Linked DNA regions of Arabidopsis thaliana: region 1 is linked to region 2. A link is a contact called in public capture Hi-C data. All regions are on one chromosome and are shown on one strand. Each heading gives the region's core, a stretch centred on a gene start, on an enhancer-like site or on the middle of the called end of the contact. The rest is flanking DNA. Distances are from core to core; before and after follow the strand shown. Region 1 holds the start of AT2G23270. Region 2 holds the start of NPY4 (Phototropic-responsive NPH3 family protein).

Region 1 (7,199 bases), core at 2,832-5,331, 93 kb before region 2:
AACATTAGTCTTCAGAATCAATAAATCCTTTATTTTGAAATAACTACGGATAAAATTTATTAAGTATATGCGATCAAACCAAAGATAACATTAATTACTTTCTATCGATATAAGAAACAGTCCCGTCTCAAGCTATAATTGAGCCTTTGCCAAAATAAAAATAAAAACTAAAATCTCTTAATAAAATTTTGTTTTAAGAAAATTGGGCCTTTTATGCTTATGATTGTTTTTAAAATCAGTAATAGATCCATGGCATTTGCCTAATTTGCCATGGGGTAAAGACGGTCTTGATAAGAGTCAATCTTTCACAACCTAAACTAAAGATTTTATAATCCGACAAATAAAACGACCGAAAAAACTTAAATACGTTTTTAGATACGACAACGATAATTAATGTGCATCTAATTACGTTTAAATAGAAATCTTCAAAAATTCGACCATACCAACACTGATATGCAAAGGAAAAACAAAGAATGTAACCTTCAAAATGCAAAAAGAAAAGATAATTAAAAAAGGAAATAACTTAAAAACGAAATGATTTAAATTAAATAAAAAAACGATCCACCTGTGAAACGCTCTCAAGTACCACAAAATGTACTCTCTCTATCACACACAGTTACATATTTCGTTGACAGCTGTCCCCACTAACAGCTGTTTCCCAAATCCCCAACCGTTTTCTTGGAAAGATTCTCTCTTTATTTTAGCCTCACTCTCTCAGACGCATTTCCCCCAATCGCACCGCCACTCCCTGACGTGCTTTTTTCTTTCTCTTTTAAATATTCAAATACGTATCAGACTACTCACGTTACATCTTCTTCATAACTAATCCAATTTAGAAATTACGCAAAATTACTTAAATATGTAGTTTTTCTAAATAGTTTTACATAACTACAATATATAAGAATTTTTAATTTGAATTTATTTTTTGAAAAAGGTTTGCATTTATAATTTGATGTAATATGATTTGATTTTAGTTTAATATCTTTGTTTAGTTATAGTTAGAAATACAGTACATGTTTAGTTATAATTTAACATTCATTAAAAAAACATTACATAATAATTTGTTTAATAGTATATATTTTAATAAATTTTAGTTTAGAGTTTATTTTGTTTGGTTCAAACTAAATTTCAGTTTTCTGGATTTTAAAATAATAAAACAAAACGGCATATACTTACATATTTAATTTGGTGTCAGTTAACTTATTTCAATTTGATTCAGTTGAAAACATAATTATGCACGTAAATAATCCAATTTACAGTTACGAAAAAATTAAGTTGTTGTTAACTAACGATAAAAAATTACCGGTAGAACCGGTGACCTCTCTAACCATCACACCTCGTATAAATACTCTCTCCTCTTCATACTTATCCTCTCAACAAAAATCGTTTCGTTCTTTTCCAAAATCCCCAAACAATAGAAACGCGTTTTAAACGATTTGATTAGTTTTAAATTAAAAAGAAGATCCGAGCGATGTCTGGTTCGACCCGGAAAGAAATGGATCGGATCAAAGGACCATGGAGTCCTGAAGAAGACGATCTGTTACAATCGTTGGTTCAGAAGCACGGACCAAGGAACTGGTCTCTGATAAGCAAATCAATCCCTGGACGTTCCGGTAAATCTTGCCGTCTCCGTTGGTGTAATCAGCTTTCTCCGGAGGTAGAGCACCGTGGATTCACGGCGGAGGAAGATGATACGATTATACTAGCGCACGCTCGGTTTGGTAACAAGTGGGCGACGATTGCACGGCTTCTCAATGGTCGCACTGATAACGCGATTAAGAATCACTGGAACTCAACGCTGAAGCGGAAATGTAGCGGCGGAGGCGGCGGAGGAGAGGAAGGGCAGAGTTGTGATTTCGGTGGTAATGGAGGGTATGATGGTAATTTAACTGATGAAAAACCGTTAAAACGGAGGGCGAGTGGTGGAGGAGGAGTTGTTGTGGTGACGGCGTTAAGTCCAACGGGATCTGACGTCAGCGAGCAATCGCAATCTAGTGGATCTGTTTTACCGGTTTCTTCTTCTTGTCATGTTTTTAAACCGACGGCGAGAGCTGGTGGAGTGGTGATTGAGTCATCATCGCCGGAGGAGGAGGAGAAAGATCCGATGACTTGTTTGAGGTTGTCTTTGCCTTGGGTCAATGAGTCAACAACTCCACCGGAGTTGTTTCCGGTGAAGAGAGAAGAAGAAGAAGAGAAGGAAAGAGAGATTTCTGGACTTGGTGGAGATTTTATGACGGTGGTGCAGGAGATGATTAAGACGGAGGTTAGGAGTTACATGGCGGATTTACAGCTAGGAAACGGCGGAGGAGCTGGAGGAGGAGCAAGTTCGTGTATGGTGCAAGGAACTAATGGTCGTAATGTAGGGTTTAGAGAGTTTATTGGATTAGGTAGGATCGAGTAGTGAGTGAGAAAAGAGAAGAATTGTGTAGCAAATGCAGAGAAAGAGCCAATTTCATGATTTGAGATTTGATTCATTCGAAAAAAAAACTGAATAAATGTATTGATTTTGATCATGACATGTCTTAGATTTAATGAAATTGGTCTATAAAAGGGTTGATGAGGCTGGTCCTCGAGGTGAATCAATGTTACCTTTTGATAAAGTGAAAGAAGAGCATGAACAAAGTCATTTCCATACAAAGAGGAGTTTACAGCATTCTTGATCTCTCTAGACTGGTCTTGCGATTCGAAGAGTGAAGTAATGAATTCTACTGAACCAAGTGACGATTTCCGTAGTTTGTTACCTTCGGTTACCGACTATAGCATCGCAGTAAAGGTTATAGTGTGAGAGACAACATCATATATAGATATTCAATGAATGATACAGAGTGTAGAACAGATCACCTCAATACAACTAACTGTAGCAGTAAGGCCTCTACCGGGGAAATACTCAAAGCACAAGGGAGGTCCTTCCCAATACTGTGGCTCTGCAAAAAAGAAAGAGTTTGATTGTGTTAATAACTATCAAGCGGTGTAAGATTACTGATGTTTGACAAGCAAATACCTTCCAATAGGATGTATGGTACCTTTCTCCATAGCAGCTGCTACAACTAATGCTTCCTTTTCACAATTTGGCATACAATACAACAAGGAGTCACACTTGCATCAATTCCTGCTTGATGATGTCCATAAATGGGTTCAATTGCTTTGCACGTAAGGCTCCTAATGTTTACCTATATAATGGAGAAGAAATATGCACTAGATATGTGTATAACTTGTTGTCCAAGCCAAATTTCCACAGCTCCATCCGGAACAACATCCTTCAGAAACTATCTAAAGAATTGGTTAACTTCAATTTCCACGGAAATCGCGATTTCTTGGTTAAAGTTGAAGTGGATGTAGCTGTTAAAGAGGTAAGCTTAGGTGATTATCACTCAGAAGAAGGTTAAAGTTAAGTCGCTTCTTTTTGCTTTGTGGATTTGGAGCTTAACTATGTTGTTATTGAAACTCATTAAAAACATGAATATCCAGTTATTCATTCACATAATCAGAATAATAAATTAATTACAATATATATTACATTGTACATTATTATCAAATGAATTTCAATAAGTTAACAAAAGAATATTCCTACAGAGAACAAATGAGGTTCTTCCAATTCTTGATTTTCCCAAGTTCTAAGCATAAAAAGAAAAATCTGAATAATTAATCTGAAAAAAAACTAAACAAAGCAATCAATTTCCGGAGCTAGACCAAAGCAGCCACATTAACTGGTTCGGTCGGGAACTTAGTGACCGGGTCCACTCGTGCTGGGACCTGAATGCTTACCATATTCAAGCGTCTCAGTCCGGTCCACGAACCGATGACCCTCACCACCAGAGCTAGGACCCGACTCCTTAATCGCCCCAAGTGACAAACCATCGAAGAACTTAGCCACGAGGTTCTCTTCAGCCTTCGTTAAACCCAAAGGACGAGCCTCCACCACAAAATTCGAACTCACCAACATGAAAAACAGAAACGAACCCAAAACAACTTTGTTCATCATCATTTTCTTTGAGTGGTATTTTTGAGTAGTAAAAACAAAAATGTTTTTTATTTTATTTTTCTTGTGTTCCCTAATTTATGAGATGACTAAATTTGTTGTGAGTAGTTTGTGGACTTGGGAGTTAGAATATATAGTAAAGTGAAGAGCCTTGAAGAAGAAGAAAAGTTTGACATTTTCAGTTTTTGACTTCATAAGCTTAAAATTCAACAAGACGTGAGATTTGAATTTTAGGCTCCTTCCTGGGAAAATACTGAGGTTGCTTCTTGTTCTTGGTCTTCCAATTTCTTTTTAAAAATATAATTTGCGAACATATAAAGCCATCAACGAGGAATGGAGATTAGTTATTTGGCTGAAGAAATTAAATGATTTTAATTTTGTCTCTGATTGTTTGGAATAGACTTTTAGTTGTAGACCATAAACTATGTGTGGAATTCAAATCTAGTATGGTATTTTATGTTTATCTATATAATATTGTGACAAAACCTAATGTCCTCACCTTCCTTCAAGTATACTATAATCACTGTAGATGACATTAACTCAAAAATGTTTTATGATAAGAGTTTTCTAAGGATTGATTACCACAAACATATATTTGATGATCTAAATAGTTACATAATTTTTCATAACCATTTTCACTACTTCGACCGTTAATTTGAAAGAATACTAAATTCACTACTTCTACCAAATTAACGGTCGAAGTAGTTTTTAGTTGAAAATTAAAATTGTTGGGTGGGCATCAAACTTGATTGATGTTACAAAATTTCAGGCCCCACCAATCTATCTATGTACTTTTCTTGTTTCTCACGTTGTTGTTATTTCCATTCAAAGTAGCCTTCTTTGAAATGTTCATGAGCGAAGTATCAGATTGTTGATATTTCAACCTTTGTGTGTGTATTTTTTTTCTCAAAACCATCCTTAAAAATCGTTTAGTGGAACTTAATGTATGACGACGAATATGTGTATGGAGGACTTTTCTTTTTAAGTACATTGTAAAATTTTCTTTATATTTTCACATTCATTGGTTTTGGTTATAAAAGAAAATAAACCTGTAGATTAGAAATTACCGAAAATGAGATCTGAGTTGGATGGTACATAAAAAAACACGAGACTCACCTATTCCCTATGTTCCTTTTTGTTTGATTTTTTAAGAAAAATATTTCAAAAAGATCGATGTTTTAAATTTTCTATGTAATATTTATTAATTATTATCAATGAATTGTAAACTTTAATAAAAATGATTGAATATCATTGATTTAAAATTATAGGAAACTGTAAAATACAAAAAATAATACATTTAAAATCAACATTAATATGTTTTCTTAATATGTGCATTTTTCTAAACAATCAAATAAAAAGGAACAAATGGAATATATGTTTGGGCTATTTATACATTCTAGCAAATTAACATTCGGTTTGGTACATGCCACTTAAACACTTTTCTTTTTATTCCTTATTTATTTTGGATATCTTATCGTTGACCAAACTTTATTTCAAATTTAATTCTATGTTTCATACTTTTTTACTATAAAAATGATTTTATAAATAAAGAAACAATACTAAACAGATGTGAAAATCTTGTGAAATTTTTGACACATACAAAAGTTGATCATTGTAACGGTCAAGTGTCACACTAATAAACAATTTTTAGTTAATAATAAGATAAAAATTGTAACTGACCCGATGACCAATAGATGAACATACTTGGTGAAAAGGTGGATACTAAAGAATCTACTTGCTAACAGTTGACTGGGTTAGCCATTACTATAGACAGATTTTCTTACCATAATCTAATTTTATGTCTTCATTAAGCAAAATCTCTCATCAAACCACCATTGCTATTATATATGACTCAAAGTTTCATGAAAATCTAAACTATTAGTGAAAAAAATAAAAAATAATGGGCAGTAGTGAGGGTCAAGAAACACATGTCCTAATGGTAACACTACCATTCCAAGGTCACATCAATCCAATGCTCAAACTCGCAAAACATCTCTCGTTATCATCAAAGAACCTACACATCAATCTCGCCACTATTGAGTCAGCCCGTGATCTCCTCTCCACCGTAGAAAAACCTCGTTATCCGGTGGACCTCGTGTTCTTCTCCGATGGTCTACCTAAAGAAGATCCAAAGGCCCCTGAAACTCTTTTGAAGTCATTGAATAAAGTCGGAGCCATGAACTTGTCTAAAATCATCGAAGAAAAGAGATACTCTTGTATCATCTCTTCGCCTTTTACTCCATGGGTTCCAGCTGTTGCAGCCTCTCATAACATCTCTTGTGCAATACTTTGGATCCAAGCTTGTGGAGCTTACTCGGTTTATTACCGTTACTACATGAAGACAAACTCTTTCCCTGATCTTGAAGATCTGAATCAAACGGTGGAGTTACCAGCTTTACCATTGTTGGAAGTTCGAGATCTTCCATCGTTTATGTTACCTTCTGGTGGTGCTCACTTCTATAATCTAATGGCGGAATTTGCAGATTGTTTGAGGTATGTGAAATGGGTTTTGGTTAATTCATTCTATGAACTCGAATCAGAGATAATCGAATCGATGGCTGATTTAAAACCTGTAATTCCAATTGGTCCTCTGGTTTCTCCATTTCTGTTGGGCGATGGTGAGGAGGAAACCCTAGACGGTAAAAACCTAGATTTTTGTAAATCTGATGATTGTTGTATGGAGTGGCTTGACAAGCAAGCTAGGTCTTCTGTTGTGTACATATCTTTCGGAAGTATGCTCGAAACATTGGAGAATCAGGTCGAGACCATAGCGAAGGCGCTGAAGAACAGAGGACTTCCATTTCTTTGGGTGATAAGGCCAAAGGAGAAAGCCCAAAACGTTGCTGTTTTGCAGGAGATGGTGAAAGAAGGACAAGGGGTTGTTCTCGAGTGGAGTCCACAAGAGAAGATTTTGAGCCACGAGGCAATCTCTTGTTTTGTCACGCATTGCGGCTGGAACTCGACTATGGAGACGGTGGTGGCTGGTGTTCCTGTGGTAGCGTACCCTAGCTGGACGGATCAGCCCATTGACGCGCGGTTGCTTGTTGATGTGTTTGGAATCGGAGTAAGGATGAGGAATGACAGTGTCGATGGCGAGCTTAAGGTCGAAGAAGTAGAAAGATGCATTGAGGCCGTGACGGAGGGACCCGCTGCCGTGGATATAAGAAGGAGAGCGGCGGAGCTAAAGCGCGTGGCGAGATTGGCGTTGGCACCTGGTGGA
Region 2 (7,521 bases), core at 2,931-5,430:
CTCTCTCTCTCTCTTTCGCTCTCTCAATCTCCTCTGTTTTTAGTTATTAGAGGAATTAGAAAACAGAGAATATGACGGTGCTTGTGGAGGTTAGAGAATACGACCCAAGTAAAGACTTAGCCACTGTAGAAGATGTTGAACGGCGGTGCGAAGTTGGCCCAGCCGGAAAACTTTCTCTCTTCACCGATCTCTTAGGTGACCCTATTTGCCGTGTCCGACATTCACCTTCTTACCTCATGCTGGTAAATTACTCATAACACCTAAATCTTAAAATATATAAAAAAATACAGTTTTCTAAATTTAAGTTGTTAACCAAAATATATTTTATCACTAATTAGTGAGAAATCTTATTTCTTTTCATAATGACGAAGCAAATATACGAATTATTAACTTACAAAAAAAAGATTGTGTTTGTTTATCAAAATAAAAAATGGTTTGTTTTGTTTTGTTTTATAGTTAATTAATTAAAAAATGATAAGTGAAACGACATTCACCTTCTTGCCTCATGCTGGTTACAACTCAAACCGAAGATATTAAAAACCCGTTTCTTTATATAAAGAGCAATTACATGAACTAACTAACCCAAAAGCTTTATTATTATTATTATTATTATTATTATTATTAATATTTTATTGTTATTATTATTGTTAACTATTAAATAAAAAGAAGGTTTTAACTTAAAATTGGAATTTGTAATAGGTGGCTGAGATTGGTCCGAAAGAGAAGAAAGAGTTAGTTGGAATGATTCGGGGATGTATCAAAACCGTTACATGTGGTATCACCACCAAAAGACTTGATTTAACTCATAACAAATCCCAAAACGATGTCGTTATTACCAAACCACTTTACACTAAACTCGCTTACATTTTGGGTCTCCGCGTTTCTCCTACACACCGGTACGTTTTAATTAAATCTCACGCATTTAACGCTAAACCAATCACGAGTAATTAACGCTTAAACTAATCACGTTTTTTTTTAATTAATTACTTCAGGAGACAAGGGATAGGGTTTAAGCTCGTGAAGGCTATGGAAGATTGGTTTAGTCAAAACGGGGCTGAATATTCCTATTTTGCAACTGAAAACGACAATCACGCTTCCGTCAATCTTTTCACCGGAAAATGTGGTTACGCCGAGTTTCGTACACCGTCTATTTTGGTTAACCCGGTTTACGCACACCGGGTCAACATTTCTCGTCGGGTTACCGTAATTAAGCTTGAACCGTCTGATGCTGAGTTACTATACCGGCTTCGGTTTAGCACAACCGAGTTTTTCCCTCGCGACATTGACTCTGTTTTGAATAACAAACTCTCGTTAGGAACATTCGTCGCGGTTCCACGTGGCAGTTGTTACGGATCCGGGTCTAGGTCATGGCCCGGTTCGGCTAAGTTCTTGGAGTATCCACCGGACTCGTGGGCGGTTTTAAGCGTGTGGAATTGTAAAGACTCGTTTAGATTAGAAGTTCGCGGCGCGTCGAGATTGAGGCGCGTGGTTTCAAAAGCGACGCGCATGGTTGATAAAACTCTACCGTTTTTGAAAATACCGTCGATCCCGGCGGTTTTCCGGCCGTTTGGGCTGCATTTTATGTACGGAATCGGCGGAGAAGGACCACGCGCGGAGAAAATGGTGAAGGCATTGTGTGACCATGCACATAATTTGGCAAAGGAAGGAGGATGCGGCGTGGTGGCGGCAGAAGTCGCCGGCGAAGAGCCGCTCCGGCGAGGGATACCGCATTGGAAAGTGCTATCGTGCGCTGAGGATTTGTGGTGTATTAAACGGCTTGGAGAAGATTATAGTGATGGTTCTGTTGGTGATTGGACTAAATCGCCACCTGGCGATTCTATTTTTGTTGACCCTAGAGAATTTTAGTTTTATAACTCAAAATGACATAATTAATTTATATTTAAGGAAAGGAATATTATTCAACTTTCTCTATCAGATTTTTTTTATTTTTCTTATTTCCAAATTTTTCCATTATTGTTTGACTACAAGTTTGTGATTTTATTTCCCAAATTAGTGAAATTACCATCATCAACGAGACAAATGAATGCAAAATTTGCTCTGATTTTTATTCTCATTTAAAATTCGAGATGAGAAAGGCTTCAAGCCGAACACAAAGCCCATTAAAACTTGGCCCAATTACAAAGGTCAAGCACCAAATGTTTTCTAATTTAGGAAAATGAAAACTACCAGTAAAACTCAAAGATGGTGTTGAAGAAACAAAATAAGAAAGATTCAATCAAAACTCTTTCTCATGGTCCCATTCATCATCCTCAGTGTTTAGAGTAGTAGTGGTAAGCTCAGGAGTGCTATATCCTGTTGATGAACCATTGGCTCTAATCTGTTCAAAGAAGAGAACTTGCACAATCACCCGCATTGGCAAACGTTCGTTCTGTACCGCATGTTCACACGCTTCCGCGGATAGTTTCCTACAATCCATTAGCCCGCATACTCTCTTCTTCTCGCTCTTGCTAATCCCCGAATGTTCCTGAAAATTTTCCAAATTATTAACAAATCAAGAAACGTTATGAAAAACAGAGGATTTGAATCTTGTTTTACCTTTAGAAACATGTCAATTGCGCGATATAACACGTCGTGAGAGTGTCTTGGGAAGCTAGAGAGTGTCTCAGCGAGAGAGAGGAAGTTCTGAAGAGGGAGATTAGGATCTCTTGATTTCTCAGCTAAGTATCCATCAATGAGCTTTGCCACGGATACTTTCGAGTGAGTTTTCGGATCACGGTTCATAAACTCCTTCACTAGGCTCTGCACCATATCCAAATCATACATTAAGATATCATTCACTGTTGTCTCTTCAAGCTGCTCGCTGACTCTTTTCTTTAACTTTTCTTTCACGGTTTCTTCACATCCAAGAAAGATCGATGCTCGATGTAGCTTGGTCAAGAAGCTAGAGGAAATGTTTCCTTTCTCATCCGGGAGAAGCTCTATGATTGTATTAATCAAAGATCTATCAATGAGTTGCATGGACTCTTTGCTAAAACCAGCTATTCTTCTTATTGCATAAGCATGTAATGCTTCTCCAATAACGTTACTCGGGACTTTACCTCGGTTCTTGATTGCTTTGATGGCTTGTTTATACAAATCGATGTGAAGCTCGCATAAATCTTCCACCCACCAGTCTTTTGGAACACCATCTTCTGGTTTTCTCACTTTCTCAAGCTTCTTCTTCCTGTTGTAAGTATAAGACCATTTGACTTTCGAGGTGTCTATCGAAGCAGTAGAAGCAATAGAGCCGAGACAACGCTTCACGAGCTCCTCTGAGTCATCAGACAAGAGATCTTTTGTGGTCTGAAGAACAATGATAGAATCTTTCCAACTACGGAAGATGGTTGAGTTCAAGAAAACATCAATCTTGTAAACGAGATTGCTTTTCTCAAACGTTTCATTCATCTCCAAGAACTCAGCCGCGCAACGAACCGCAACCACATTGTAAGCGTTTAAAGTAACCGTGATGCCGTAACAGAACTTGACACAAATCTCAAAAGCAACAGAACCACCAGGAATCTCTGATATGTCAATCTCATCAATTTGGTTCTTCTTCTCCTCTTCATTTTTTGATGTTGCTATGTGTTTCTGCAAGAATCCGCTTTTCGACAGCAATGGGAACTGAAAAACACACAAAAACATAAAAACTTTGCTTCTTCTTTGATGTTTTAAAAGCTAGAGTTTGTTTCATACCTTATGCAGATAGAACTTGACATTGCCGATGATGATGATGATCTCTGTTTCTAACTCATTTGTTACATACCTAAGAGCCAATAAAAATAATATCAGTTTTAGAAAAAACATTGCTTAAGCATAATCAGAGAAATACATAGAGGTAAATATTTGTTTTCTACAAACCTAACATTGTCTCCTTTAGACAGAAATGAATCAGGTTTGGTTCCAAGTTTCATAAACTTCATTTTTTTCTATCTCTTTAATAAGTTATTGCACACAAGACTTTCAAGATCTTTAGACACAAAAGAGAAAACAAAGCTAAGGATCTTAGAAGAGATCTATGCACAATCTTGTTTTCAAGAAAGCTTAAAAGGGTCACTTTAAAAAGAAACATTGTTTTATATACATGTAAACAAATATATAATTTACAGAGAAAACTTAGAGATTCACAACAACACACCCACCAACCTCTCAAGGCTCGAAAACCCAAACACCACGCTTGTTTTTTTTTTTTTTTTCTTTTTTTCTAAGTGCTTGGCACATGAACTCCTCTTTTTGGTTGCCCATTGTGTTGTAAATTTGTTATGTTAAAATATAAACCCGAATCCAAAAGTTGCATCTTTCCTGCGGTAATCAGAATTTCTTGGTAACATTTATTCAAAGGACAAAACGAATCAAATCTTTTTGTATGTTTTCTATAAAGATGGTTAGTGAAAGCATAACATCAGAGAAGTCAGAGATCGTTTCTCGATACACATATTTTCTACTTTTCAACATACTTTAAAATTTAATCAAGGATCAAAATCGTGGAGTGGTTCAAAGAACCCTAAAAGAAAATTACAACTACAAATATCAAATACCAAGTGTAGTTCAACCTATATAAGTGTTATGTTTATTAGAATGTTAAGTTAGGATATTCTTACGCTAGTATATAAAGTTTATGGACTTCTGCATTCAAAAAACAAAACAAACACATAAAATATTAGCGAAAGTCTCTCATCTAATGAGAAGCACATAGAGCTGATAAACATAAAAATCGAAACTTTATTTATCTTTGTTGTTCTCTTTGGGTCACAATAGACCGGCCCATTAGCCTAGTCACACCGGCCCATTAGCCCAGTCAACTCCATTGTAGAAGAGAGGACTTGATTTTGGGTGAGATTGAGAGAGAGAAGAAGAGAATCGTCAAGTGTTTATGGTGGTGAAAGTTATAAGAATCGTTAAATTTGACGAAAGGGTACGTAAAAGAACTTCCTTTTTGATGATTTATCTATATATTAGACGTAATTGATTGTTTCTGATTTAAGTATCGTGGCATTGTGAAAAATTTGATAGGCACGAGACTATGCACACCAGTTGCTCGACGAATTGTCTAACTAAGATATTCTTTCTCTAAATCTGCTTTTTTTTTTTTGTTTGGTTCTTTAATTATGTTTTTGCTGTTAACTGTTCGAATTTGTGATCATACCCTTTAGATTATTAGAATCATATCTTCTCTAGTGATATGTGTGTGAATGAATCAATGATAAAAGACTCTCCTTTTTCTTAATCAAACTGTGCTTTGTACGTAATTTTTATCTATTATATTCTCATGACATTTTGATCCACTTGTGATCAGCACAAGATCAGTATAAAGTTGAAGTTGATCAATTTGTGGAGCATGGATCCTGAATATACCGACGATTTATTAAAGTGCGTCTTTGTTTTCAGTTTTACGCTTATTTTTCGTGTGTGCATTGCGTATAATGATTTACCGTTGTTAGCACATCAACAGCCATTTGGAGAAGCAAACTGAATTGCTTTTAGAAACTCGTAAAACGATGACTCAAGAACTCCAAACACTTGAGGTTTGTTTGATGAAACTTTGTGTACTTTTGATATGAATAATATGAGCAAGAAATCAATCTTACATACATTTGTGTTTATAGGTGGAAGAAGAGATGATGATGCGGAAATTCTATGAGTTAATGTCTAGACAGCGCTTAAATAAGAAGGTTTGTATAAAGATAGTTTTTTTTTTTTGAAGATGATAATGTTGGTATTGATTGAGATTGATGTTGGTTCTTTTGAAGAAAATGGAGAAGACTCAAAATGTGTCACATGGTAAAGAAATAGTTGAAGTGGAAGATACTTCTAGTACATCCAGAGAGTTAATCGTATATGTAAGGAAAAGGAAAAAGAATCAAAAGCCAACATAATGAAGATATCCATTTCTTGTTTAAGTGATGGATATAGTTTTCACATTGTTTATGGTGTGCAATAATAAGTTGTATTTTTTGAGTGATGAAAATTTATACGGGTATGTAGTCATGAACCTTGTAAGATGTTCTTGGGGTCATAAGAGTTTTATCTGATCCTGCGAGACGATAATTTAATAACATTACAAGCAAAATATATCCATTGAAGTAATCGTACTTTAAAGATGCTATGGAGAGATTATGGAAGCCCAAAACTCTCTTACACTAATGGTTGATAGTCGTTTTGTATATTTTACGCTATTTACTTAGTAAGTTATTGAGTTTTCGATCTCTTCTCGAGTTTCATCGCAGTGTAAAGGGACCTAGAGTAATACTCAATTGGTTGTAGTCAGAAGCCTGTGAAATTTAGCATGTTATAAGAACCAAGTTTAATTCAGATAGTGACAAAAGTACTGTGGAGATTTTGGGTGTTAAAGTAGCGACCTTTATCACCATAAACCCCTCTCTTTCTCTCCATTACACTCGTGTGAAAGAAACTTAGAAAGAAAGACTTGAAGCAGAGTAGAAACAGAGAAATTGCAGAGAAAGTAAAGTGCAAGAGAGAGTTTTTACGTGTTCAGGTCTCAGTGTGAAACCCTACTCACGCCGGGAAACTTGTTGTCCCGGAATCCACTAGAATCAGTCCTTATATACAGTTGGCTCTTACTGGAGCTTGTACATACACAACTCATTAACTACATTCAACCAAACACGCCATTCCATCTCATCTACTCTCTGCATCTTTGATTCTTTGTCCCCTGTTTTTCCTGTTTTGTTCGAACACTTCTACAAAGGACAGAACGACACAAACCTTTAAAAGGAAACAATGCTGCAGGCGTGCTTCCTCTTCAACGACTTGTACGAGATGGGCTTCTTGCGTATGGGCCTGAAGTTTTCTAACTTTGAATCAAACCTTCTGATTCCTTGAGAGTCTTCTCTTGCCTTCTCTTCTTATTCATGAAACTCGAAGACAAACTCTCACAAGTACATTATTGTTGGGGTCACTAGCCATCTAGGATCCATCGGATCCGCCGCTAATCTCTTTGCAAGTATATAGTGACCCCAAGTCAACTTCCGCCGCAGATAGAAGCCTTTTACACCAACCGTCGAGCCGCAAGATGACAATTCCTCACTTCATAACTATCATTTATAAGTTTTGACTTTGAAAGAAACTGACTTTAAAATGAAAATTTCATTAGTTTAAGTGAAACAGCATTTGAAGGGCAAAAAATAGTCCCCTAAATGTTTGATGTAATTTAATTGCTTGTCCATATGAAAACTGTGAAATAGAAAAAAAATCAAGTTAAATTTCAAAAAAATTATAAATTCTTACTGAGACTTAAAATCATCAGTGTTGAATGATTAATTATAAATTTTGTAAGTATAGACTCATATTATCTGCATAAGAAATAAAGTTATCACAAAAAGAGGTTTATAAATCAATCGTAAAGTTTTATTGCATCATCTGGTTCGGGTTTCTTTGTATTAGATCATGTTTAAATTTTCTCTTGTACAGACTAAATTCCAGCCAAGACATCTCCTAAAATCTCACTCACAAGATCTTGATCGTTCACATTTACAGGCTCATACTTCTCATTTCTTAGACAAT

What was found. Capture Hi-C pulls out chosen DNA fragments and counts their contacts.
Region 1: a contact with region 2 is called in a capture Hi-C map of seedling, with 1.9 times the contacts expected there. The contact joins the promoter of AT2G23270 here to the promoter of NPY4 in region 2. A contact is called at or near these places in 1 of 26 Hi-C or Micro-C datasets (root) and 1 of 3 other capture datasets (seedling).

The regions. Positions count from the first base shown.
Region 1 is chr2:9,900,097-9,907,295 of TAIR10.1, reverse strand. AT2G23270 reads right to left here and starts at 4,081. Exons shown (of 1, transcript NM_127891.1): 1 at 3,451-4,081. The coding sequence starts at 3,985. The coding sequence ends at 3,725. UGT84B1 (UDP-glucosyl transferase 84B1) reads left to right here and starts at 5,857. Exons shown (of 1, transcript NM_127890.3): 1 at 5,857-7,199. The coding sequence starts at 5,880. It overlaps MYB70 (myb domain protein 70), which reads left to right and starts at 1,264. Exons shown (of 1, transcript NM_127893.3): 1 at 1,264-2,790. The coding sequence starts at 1,472. The coding sequence ends at 2,401.
Region 2 is chr2:9,807,184-9,814,704 of TAIR10.1, reverse strand. It overlaps NPY4 (Phototropic-responsive NPH3 family protein), which reads right to left and starts at 4,180. Exons shown (of 4, transcript NM_001335835.1): 1 at 4,144-4,180; 2 at 3,694-3,763; 3 at 2,557-3,621; 4 at 2,045-2,485. The coding sequence starts at 3,405. The coding sequence ends at 2,237. AT2G23040 (a long non-coding RNA gene) reads left to right here and starts at 4,632. Exons shown (of 4, transcript NR_140654.1): 1 at 4,632-5,367; 2 at 5,450-5,522; 3 at 5,604-5,669; 4 at 5,748-6,115. It overlaps AT2G23060 (Acyl-CoA N-acyltransferases (NAT) superfamily protein), which reads left to right. Exons shown (of 2, transcript NM_001335836.1): 1 at 1-242; 2 at 700-1,934. The coding sequence starts at 1,027. The coding sequence ends at 1,866.